Linked DNA regions of Urocitellus parryii: region 2 is linked to region 1. The links are chromatin contacts, called in public Hi-C maps. All regions are on one chromosome and are shown on one strand. Each heading gives the region's core, a stretch centred on a gene start, on an enhancer-like site or on the middle of the called end of the contact. The rest is flanking DNA. Distances are from core to core; before and after follow the strand shown. Region 1 holds the start of L2hgdh (L-2-hydroxyglutarate dehydrogenase). Region 2 holds the start of Map4k5 (mitogen-activated protein kinase kinase kinase kinase 5).

The links. Hi-C and Micro-C count contacts between places; a contact is called where the count stands out from the background.
Region 2: a contact with region 1 is called in a Hi-C map of liver, with 7 times the contacts expected there. The contact joins the promoter of Map4k5 here to the promoter of L2hgdh in region 1. A contact is called at or near these places in 2 of 2 Hi-C or Micro-C datasets (liver and muscle).

Annotation. Positions count from the first base shown.
Region 1 is chr6:60,506,089-60,509,982 of mUroPar1.hap1, forward strand. It overlaps L2hgdh (L-2-hydroxyglutarate dehydrogenase), which reads right to left and starts at 2,216. Exons shown (of 11, transcript XR_013343734.1): 1 at 2,014-2,216. Dmac2l (distal membrane arm assembly component 2 like) reads left to right here and starts at 2,059. Exons shown (of 5, transcript XM_026391031.2): 1 at 2,059-2,132.
Region 2 is chr6:60,690,791-60,694,684 of mUroPar1.hap1, forward strand. Map4k5 (mitogen-activated protein kinase kinase kinase kinase 5) reads right to left here and starts at 1,823. Exons shown (of 33, transcript XM_026391051.2): 1 at 1,644-1,823; 2 at 1,211-1,427. The coding sequence starts at 1,318.

The DNA of each region.
Region 1 (3,894 bases), core at 966-3,465:
TTACATCAGTGATGACTTTTGTGTTAAGCATCATACTTTCTTTACCACCTATCCTTTCAAAATTCAAACACAGTATTCTTGAGGACAGCCTAACACATTAAGCCTTTAACATCTTTCTGTACCGGGATTTATACATTTTCTTTCTGTTGAAAAGAAAACAGTGGTAGGAATTTTGTGAAATAGTGGGTCCAGAATATGCTAGAACCACTGAAGTAAGACAATGCAAATTAAAACTACAATGAGATATCACTACATCTCTTTCAGAATGACTAAAATGAAAAAGTGAAAACACCACATGCTGGTGAGGATGAGGAAAAACTGGATCACTTACAGATTAATTACTGCCACTCCCAAAGAGTAAGGCAATTTCTTTAAAAAACTAAATATGCACTTACTACATGACTCAGCAACTGCATCCTTGAGCATTTATCCCAAAGAAATGAAAGCTTATGTTCATAGCAGTTTTATTCATAATAGGCAAAAACTGCAAACAGTCCAGAGGTCCTTCAACTGGTGAATGGTTAAACAAACTGTAATGCATCCGTGCCACGGAATGCTATTCAAAAATGAGAAGAAAAAAAACCCACTATCAATATTGGCAACATCTTGGATTGATAGATCTCAAGGACATTATGCTGCGTGAGGAAAAATTAATATCAAAAGGTTACACACTGTTTTTTATTTATATATCATGATCAAAATGACAAAATTATAGTAATGGAGTATGGGTTAGTGGTTGCAAAGGGATAGGAAGAGTGAAGTTGTACGGTGTGAATATGAAGGGGATATGGAACAAGGGATATGGAACAATTCTATATCTTAATTGAGGGACTTGTTACACAAATAAACACATATGATTAAATTGCATAGAAAGTGCATAAATTGTATACACATACACAAACACAAAAATGAGTGAATGTAAAACACTAATGAAACCTGTACAAGGTCTGTGGATTGTGCCAGTATCAAATCAATTTTCTACTTTTGATATTGTTCTACAGTTCTGTAAAAATGTTATCATTGCCGTAAAAGTGTGAAGGCTCTGTACTATTTTTGCATCTTCCTATGGATCTATAATTATTTCAAAATAAAAAATATTTTTAAAAATTTCACTAAACAACGTACTTTTCTTCCCTTAAGAAAGGCTTCCCAAAAGAATGGTCTACTTATGGCACAACCAATCATTGACACTGTTAACTCCTGTCCCTTTCCAATTCACTACCACATAGTAACCAAAGTCAACAATTGAAACAACAATTAATCTCTCCCCTATTTTAAACCTTTTTAATAGTTTCCCATGGCTCTTAAATAAAAATCAGTGTGTAGTTAAAATTAAATCCCTGTTGTAACATAGCAGGTGTCATTCCATGCTTCCTATCTTCCACCACGCTCCAGTCACACTCAATATTGCCCACCTTCTAATCCTCAAAATAACCAAAAGCTTTCCACCCTTAAAGCCTTCACACAAACTGTTCCTTCTAGGAGAGGACAGAAAGTCAGTGGTTTCAAATGTGATCTCTAAACATCTAATTACAGGACACTGAATTTTACTGGCTTTTAATAGGCAACGGGGATGCTTCGCACAAGGACAAATGGCCGATTTAAGCCCGATCCAAGCAACACCAGGGATACCAGCTAATAAACAGTATATTTGATTGCTTACAGTGTGCTACATCTTTTTATCCTCAAAACGATCGCGAACAGGAGAGACGAAGATCCTATTCACAATTCAGACTGTTAATTAACCCCCCTATAGTTGAACATAACATGGAAGGGTGTATGGAAAGCCAGACCTGTTCCTGACCTCCACTCAACAATGTCTCTCCTCCGGCCCATAAACACAGCGAATAAACTCGCAGCTCCATAGCTCCTAAGATCCAGCTCTACAGGATCCCACCCTTCTCCTAGGCCCCGCCTGACAAGGAAGTACCAGTAGGTGTATAAATTCAGCAGGAGGCACCACTGAAAGCTGCAACCGCGCAGGCGGCGGGGGGCGGGTCATTTGCCACTCACCTGCTGCTAGCACTGCGGACACCCCCGCAAAGCGGCCAGGGCCTTCCGGACGCCGGCCCGCACACCCCGGAGAAGCTCCCGGGGAAGCCCCCACGGGCCCGTCCGCAGGCACCCCCCAGGTAACGCAGCACCGGTACCATCGCCTACACCCACTCCCCTTGCTCGGCCCCTAGAGGTGGCAGCTTTAGCCCAATAGTGCCACGGTCCCGCTACTCTCTAACCCCGCCCCTCAAGCGGGGACCAATGAGACGTGCGTTTTCACCACACGTGGGAGCGGCGGGCGGCTGCCAATGGGCGCGCGCGGCGGAGGGCGAAGGGCAGGTCGGCGCGCCGTAGAAGCGTGGATGCCGGCTCGCTCCCTCCCTCACTGCGACGCTGTGAGTAAAGGACCTAGGCCCCGCGCGGGGCGGGACTAGGATAGTGGTTATGCTCGCCCCTTTCCCTTCTCCCAAACCTGGCTAACTGAAAAGCGAGCCGGGCAAATCTCGCGTCTTCGACTTTGACCGCCAAGCGGATCGGGCCTCGGGGAGAAAGCCTGGGAGTGTTTACGGTGAACACTCATCCGGGCGGCCCGGGCCCTTCCCTTTCGCTCGGTCCGGCCCCTGGGCTGCTGGAGGGTTTTGCTGGGCGGACGCTCCCTGCCCGACCCTAGCCCTGGGGGCTCTTTGTCACGGCCACGCCCAGTAGCCTGCAATCTCCAGGACTTCTTGCCTGACTCTTGGCGGTGCCATTCATTCAGTTATTGATTTGTCTTGTTAATATCGAGCGCCTACTATACTGGACCGAGCACTGAGTACTGGATGGCCAGACAGTTTAATCTCGCCATCATTTACCGACCTGTGTCCTTTTCTCAGTTTTAAAAATGCTCTCTGGAACTCGGAACAGCAAATCACCTGTGCATGTCACTTCATCGCAGTTTCCTTATCTGTAAAATTAAGGCGATGGGCTATATAATCTCTAAAGGACCTTCTAACTGTAAAATTATGTGATTTTTTTTCTACCATCCCAGTATAATACTTAATTATCTCTGCTTTGTGACAGTTTTTAAATTTTTAGGATCAGGAGAACTGATAAAATAGAACAGTATAACTTTATTGCTGGGAAGACTTAAGGCTGTTTTCCAGTCATTAGGTACCTCTGGGAAGTCACTTCACCTCTTTGCCTCAGACCCTTCTCTGTGAACATGGGTCTTTTAGCAGACTCTTTGAGAGAAGGCTCATCAGATCTTGAGCACAGTGAAGCACAAAATTGAAAAGAGAAGATGGCTATTTTAAAAATTCAACATATCTTGAGATATTGGTAGTGTCTCATGCAGTTCAGGAAATAATGGAGATCCTGCATACCTTTGGCCATCTTCCCCAATGATAAACCTTGTAAAACTATAGTACACTAACACAACCAGGTAAACTTATTCAGATTTCCCTAGTTTTACATTTGTGTGTGTGTGTTTCTATAAATTATCATCATGTGTGTAGATTCATGTATCTACCAACAGGTCAAGATACAGCACAGTTCCATCACTACAAGGAACCCTCCAGATGCCTTTGTATAAACTACACCTTTCCCTCATAGCCCTCCCTCAAATTTTTTCTTTTTCCCTTCTAACATTTTGTTATTTAAAGAATAATATGTAAGTGTAATTTTACAGCATGTTAACTTTAGGGGATTGACCTTTTGCATTTAGTGTAATCCCTTGACATTCATCCACATCATTGGGTATATCAAAAGTTCATTGCCTTTCACTACCGAGTACCAGTTCATAATATGAATGTACTACAATATGATTAACCTTTCACTCATTGAAGGACATCTGAATTGTTTCCAGATTTAGAGTGTCATAAATAAAGCTGTTATGAATTTTATTGTACAGCTTTTTTTGTG
Region 2 (3,894 bases), core at 573-3,072, 180 kb after region 1:
ATCAACCCAGTACCTGGAACATGGTATACTATAAAGAACATACTATAAAGATTCAAATGCTTGTTTAAGGAATAGAAAAACCTATTCATTAGAGTTCATCTCAGTAGAATAAAGCAGTGCTGGAGCTACCTTGCACCACCTTGAATTGTTACTATTAATAAGGAGGAAATTAATAGCGAATAAGTAGGAAGAAGAAATGTTTTCCTTACATATTCCCACCTGTGCAAAACAACAACATAACCCAGAAGAATTTACTAGTTAATTCTCTCATGACACAAGGCCAATTCAGTTATATGCAGGATTGCTGTGCGGAATAATGGGCTATGAATCACATGATCAGAATCTAATATACAAAGCAAAGAAACTTCCTTAACTCATATGCAATATATGAGTTAACCTATATGGGTTGCATTAATGTTCCCTTTTTGAAACAGAACAAAAAGCAATCTCAATTCCTTTCCTTTCAGCCCTTCAAAAACTCACATGACTTAAGAAACTGATTTGCTTCTCTACATTTTTTTTTTATCCTAAACTAAGAGTAACTCACCCTCACCAATTGTCTTAAGAAATACAAGTGTACAATAAAAAGACACCAGTTCTTATCCATTCATGGTTATGAGATGCTGTAAATCCCAAAGAGAGGAACTGCTAAAAGTAGGAAAAAAACCCAGTAAGTTAATATCATATTTCAAATCATCATATAATATGATAAAACTTCTACCCAAAAAAAAAGCATCTTTCTATATGAGATGATGTTTGTAACACACGTCATTTTTTATTCAATATAAGACTGCTTACAGTTACAATCTAGAGACAGGGTTTCATATGGCTTTTTTTTTTTTTAAAGCCAAGCTCATTCATTAAAACAAGTTCTATTGTTTTTTTTTCTTTAATGCAGACATTTTAACGTCAATATTCTTTCCTGTCTCACCACTTTCCATGAAAGATTGTCCATGCTAACGCTGGAACAGTCTTCACTACCATAACTACGCTTTAAAACCACAAAAAAGTACATCGTGGTTTCAAGTGTGGTTAGTTCTGTCTGTTGGTAGCAACAGTCCTGAGCCATGAACTGAGGGTGCTCTGAACAGAGTAAAAGGAACCCGGGTCGCTTCCTCCCCAAGATGCAACAATAAAAGCATCCTCCCGGCTCCCCATACTTGGCCAGAGGCGTCCCTATTCCCGGACCCGGGCGACAGCCCGGCCTCACCTTGTAAACGTCCCCATAGGTGCCGCTGCCGACCCTCTGGACGAGCTCGTAGTCCTGCTGCGGGTTCCGCCTCAGGATGTCCGCGGCAGGCCGCAGTGGGGCCTCCATCTTCGCTCAGGGCCCGGCCCCCGCCGGCTCTGCCTGAGGCGCCCCGATTCCCGCTAACGAGGACGAGCGGCGCCGCTTCCCAACATGGAGCCTCAGCCCGCAGCTCCGCCTGCACAAGGGACGAGCAAAGGCGGGTGGGCATCGCGGCTCCGACCCGGAGCGGCCCAGCGCCTTCCCTTCGGTCCCGCGGGAGCCTAGGACTAGCGGCCCGGGATGGATCCGGTCGCCTCGTAGCCCCATTCGCGCCGCGGCCCTTCCCCCTCCCCGGCCGCCCGCCGCTGCCCGGCCCGGCCTGCCGTCCGCGGGCCCCGGGCCGGCTCGGTACCTGAGAGGGGCTCTTTGTTGAACACCGCGTCCGGGCCCTACTTCCTCGACGGCGCCCGCGTCCTTGTCCCGGCGCCGGCCTGCCGCTCCGGGTCTCGCGCTGCTGCGGCCACCCGCCCGTTGCAGCGCGCGTCCTCTCCAAGACCGAGGAGGCGCGTACTGCCGCCGCCGCCGCCGCCGCACCACGTTCCCCACCCGGGGCTGCGTCACCGAGAGACACGTTCCAGGCCAGCGTGGGTCGGCGCCCAGCGGCCCGCCCGAGCGCGCTGGCCGCGGGACCAGAGTGCCGCCCTGAGGCCTGTAGAAGGCACGACACCCTCGACCGCGCCGCCGCGCCCCCCAGCCCAGCACGTCTTTTCGGAGCCTGGATTTTCTCTCCTGCTCTCAGAGATTAGGGACACCTCCCGGGAAATCACCGAACCGTCCCCAGATTCGTCAGGTAAACTTGGACGGTGACGGGCCGAGGGAGAAGGGTGGGCACGAGGGCGATGGAAACGCACTTCAATAAAAGGTACGTTGAGGACACTGGGCCAGAAGTAACCAGGCTGTGGGGCGGTGGGGAAGGAGGTGGGGAAGTGCCTGGTTAACTCAGCCGCGGCACACCCTACTGCACCTTCCGGTTTTGCAAACCATTCCTAGTGGTACCAGTTTGAGGCTGCACTGCTCACCTACACAACCTGTCCTTTACTGAAGGTTTTTTTTTTTTTTTTTCTGAGACATTTCTGAAAGTCCCAGTTTCTAGGAAGTTTCAAAGGACTATGTCCTTGTTGGGCACAATGACAGTATTGCATTTTTAATGATATCAGAAGTTCTGTAAGGGCTAAAACAAACTGCTGGCTCTGCCACTTCCTCAGTAAGTGATCTGGGACAAGACATTGTATCTGGCAACATCTCAACATCCTTATCTTAGCTTGAAGCGGGTAAGATTTTGCACCTGACACCCAAGAAAGAGTTATCAAGGGTTTTATAGGATTGTAAAGAGGGTTAATCAATTATAAGAGGTTTTAAAATACTTTACAATGCACAGAGTACTGAACAGGAGTTGAGGGGAGTAATTTGGCTGATATTTCACAAATTGTTTTGCAGTTTCAGTTCCAATCTCGTTCTGAAGGTAGAAATAAAGTTACCGCCTTCATACTGGTAATGTTATTTCTGGAGCCCAACAGAGATTTTCAATAGAAAAACCAGATAACATTCAGCCACTGCATTTACTGACTGAAAAATCCCCAAAGAAAAATTTGCAGATGATGACATGGCACTTTGAACGTACAATTCAATTCTGTTCTTGGGAATTATACTCCTTATTGTTGACAATATAATCAATTGTATAATGTAGAAATTAAATTCACACCTTAACAGAACAGGGAATATATGTATTTTCTTGTGCCTCATGCATAAAGGGCACTTATTTAGTGAATATAAGTAAGCCTAGACTTACATGCTCCATGGACAAAGCCTATGTGTTTGCTGCATTTGAAAAAATTGTTGAAGAACAGTTCCTTCTTTCAAAGATTCTTGGCACTTGTTTTGGTGGGCACATACTTTTGGCTTCAATGACTGAAAACCTCTTCACATGTTCTGTTGGTAACTTAGTACTTATTTACTGTCCTAGATTCATTTTGGGTTCCCAGCCCATTGCTGTGCAGGCACACACACAGCCCTATTGGATTGATCCTTTCTCCAGTCTGAACTGTATTTATTTTTATTTATAACTGCATTATTCCACAGAGAATTTCAAACAGCATACAGAAATTATATACTTATTTTTATCTTGTATAAAAATAGGTAAGCGGGGAAACTGGCAAGAGTTAAAGAGGGGAAAATGGGAAACCAGAACAATGCAACATATGGACCAAAGGAGGGAGTTTTATGATGTTTTTGAGATTAAGATGAACCAATTGATGGAGAGGCACAACTTTTCCTGATGCTAAGACTTCAGAAAGATTTATCTCATGAGCCTTCATAAAGTGGAAGTTCTGAATGCCTGGTTTGAGACAAGAATAAATATTCTTCTGACATTCCTTTAAGCATGTTATTCTTGATACACAATATTTAAAATGAATTAGTCAATAAAAAGTTTGAGGTCATAGGCTTCAATAAGACTCTGGAGTGCAGATATTTTATGTTGCCAGTAATTGCAGATCCATATGCTTTATCTATCAACCCAGAAGCAGATAGCATGGAAAAAGCCAAGATTCTATGCGGTGGTTTAAAAATTTGTCTGCTATAATCATCATTTTTACTTGTACCAC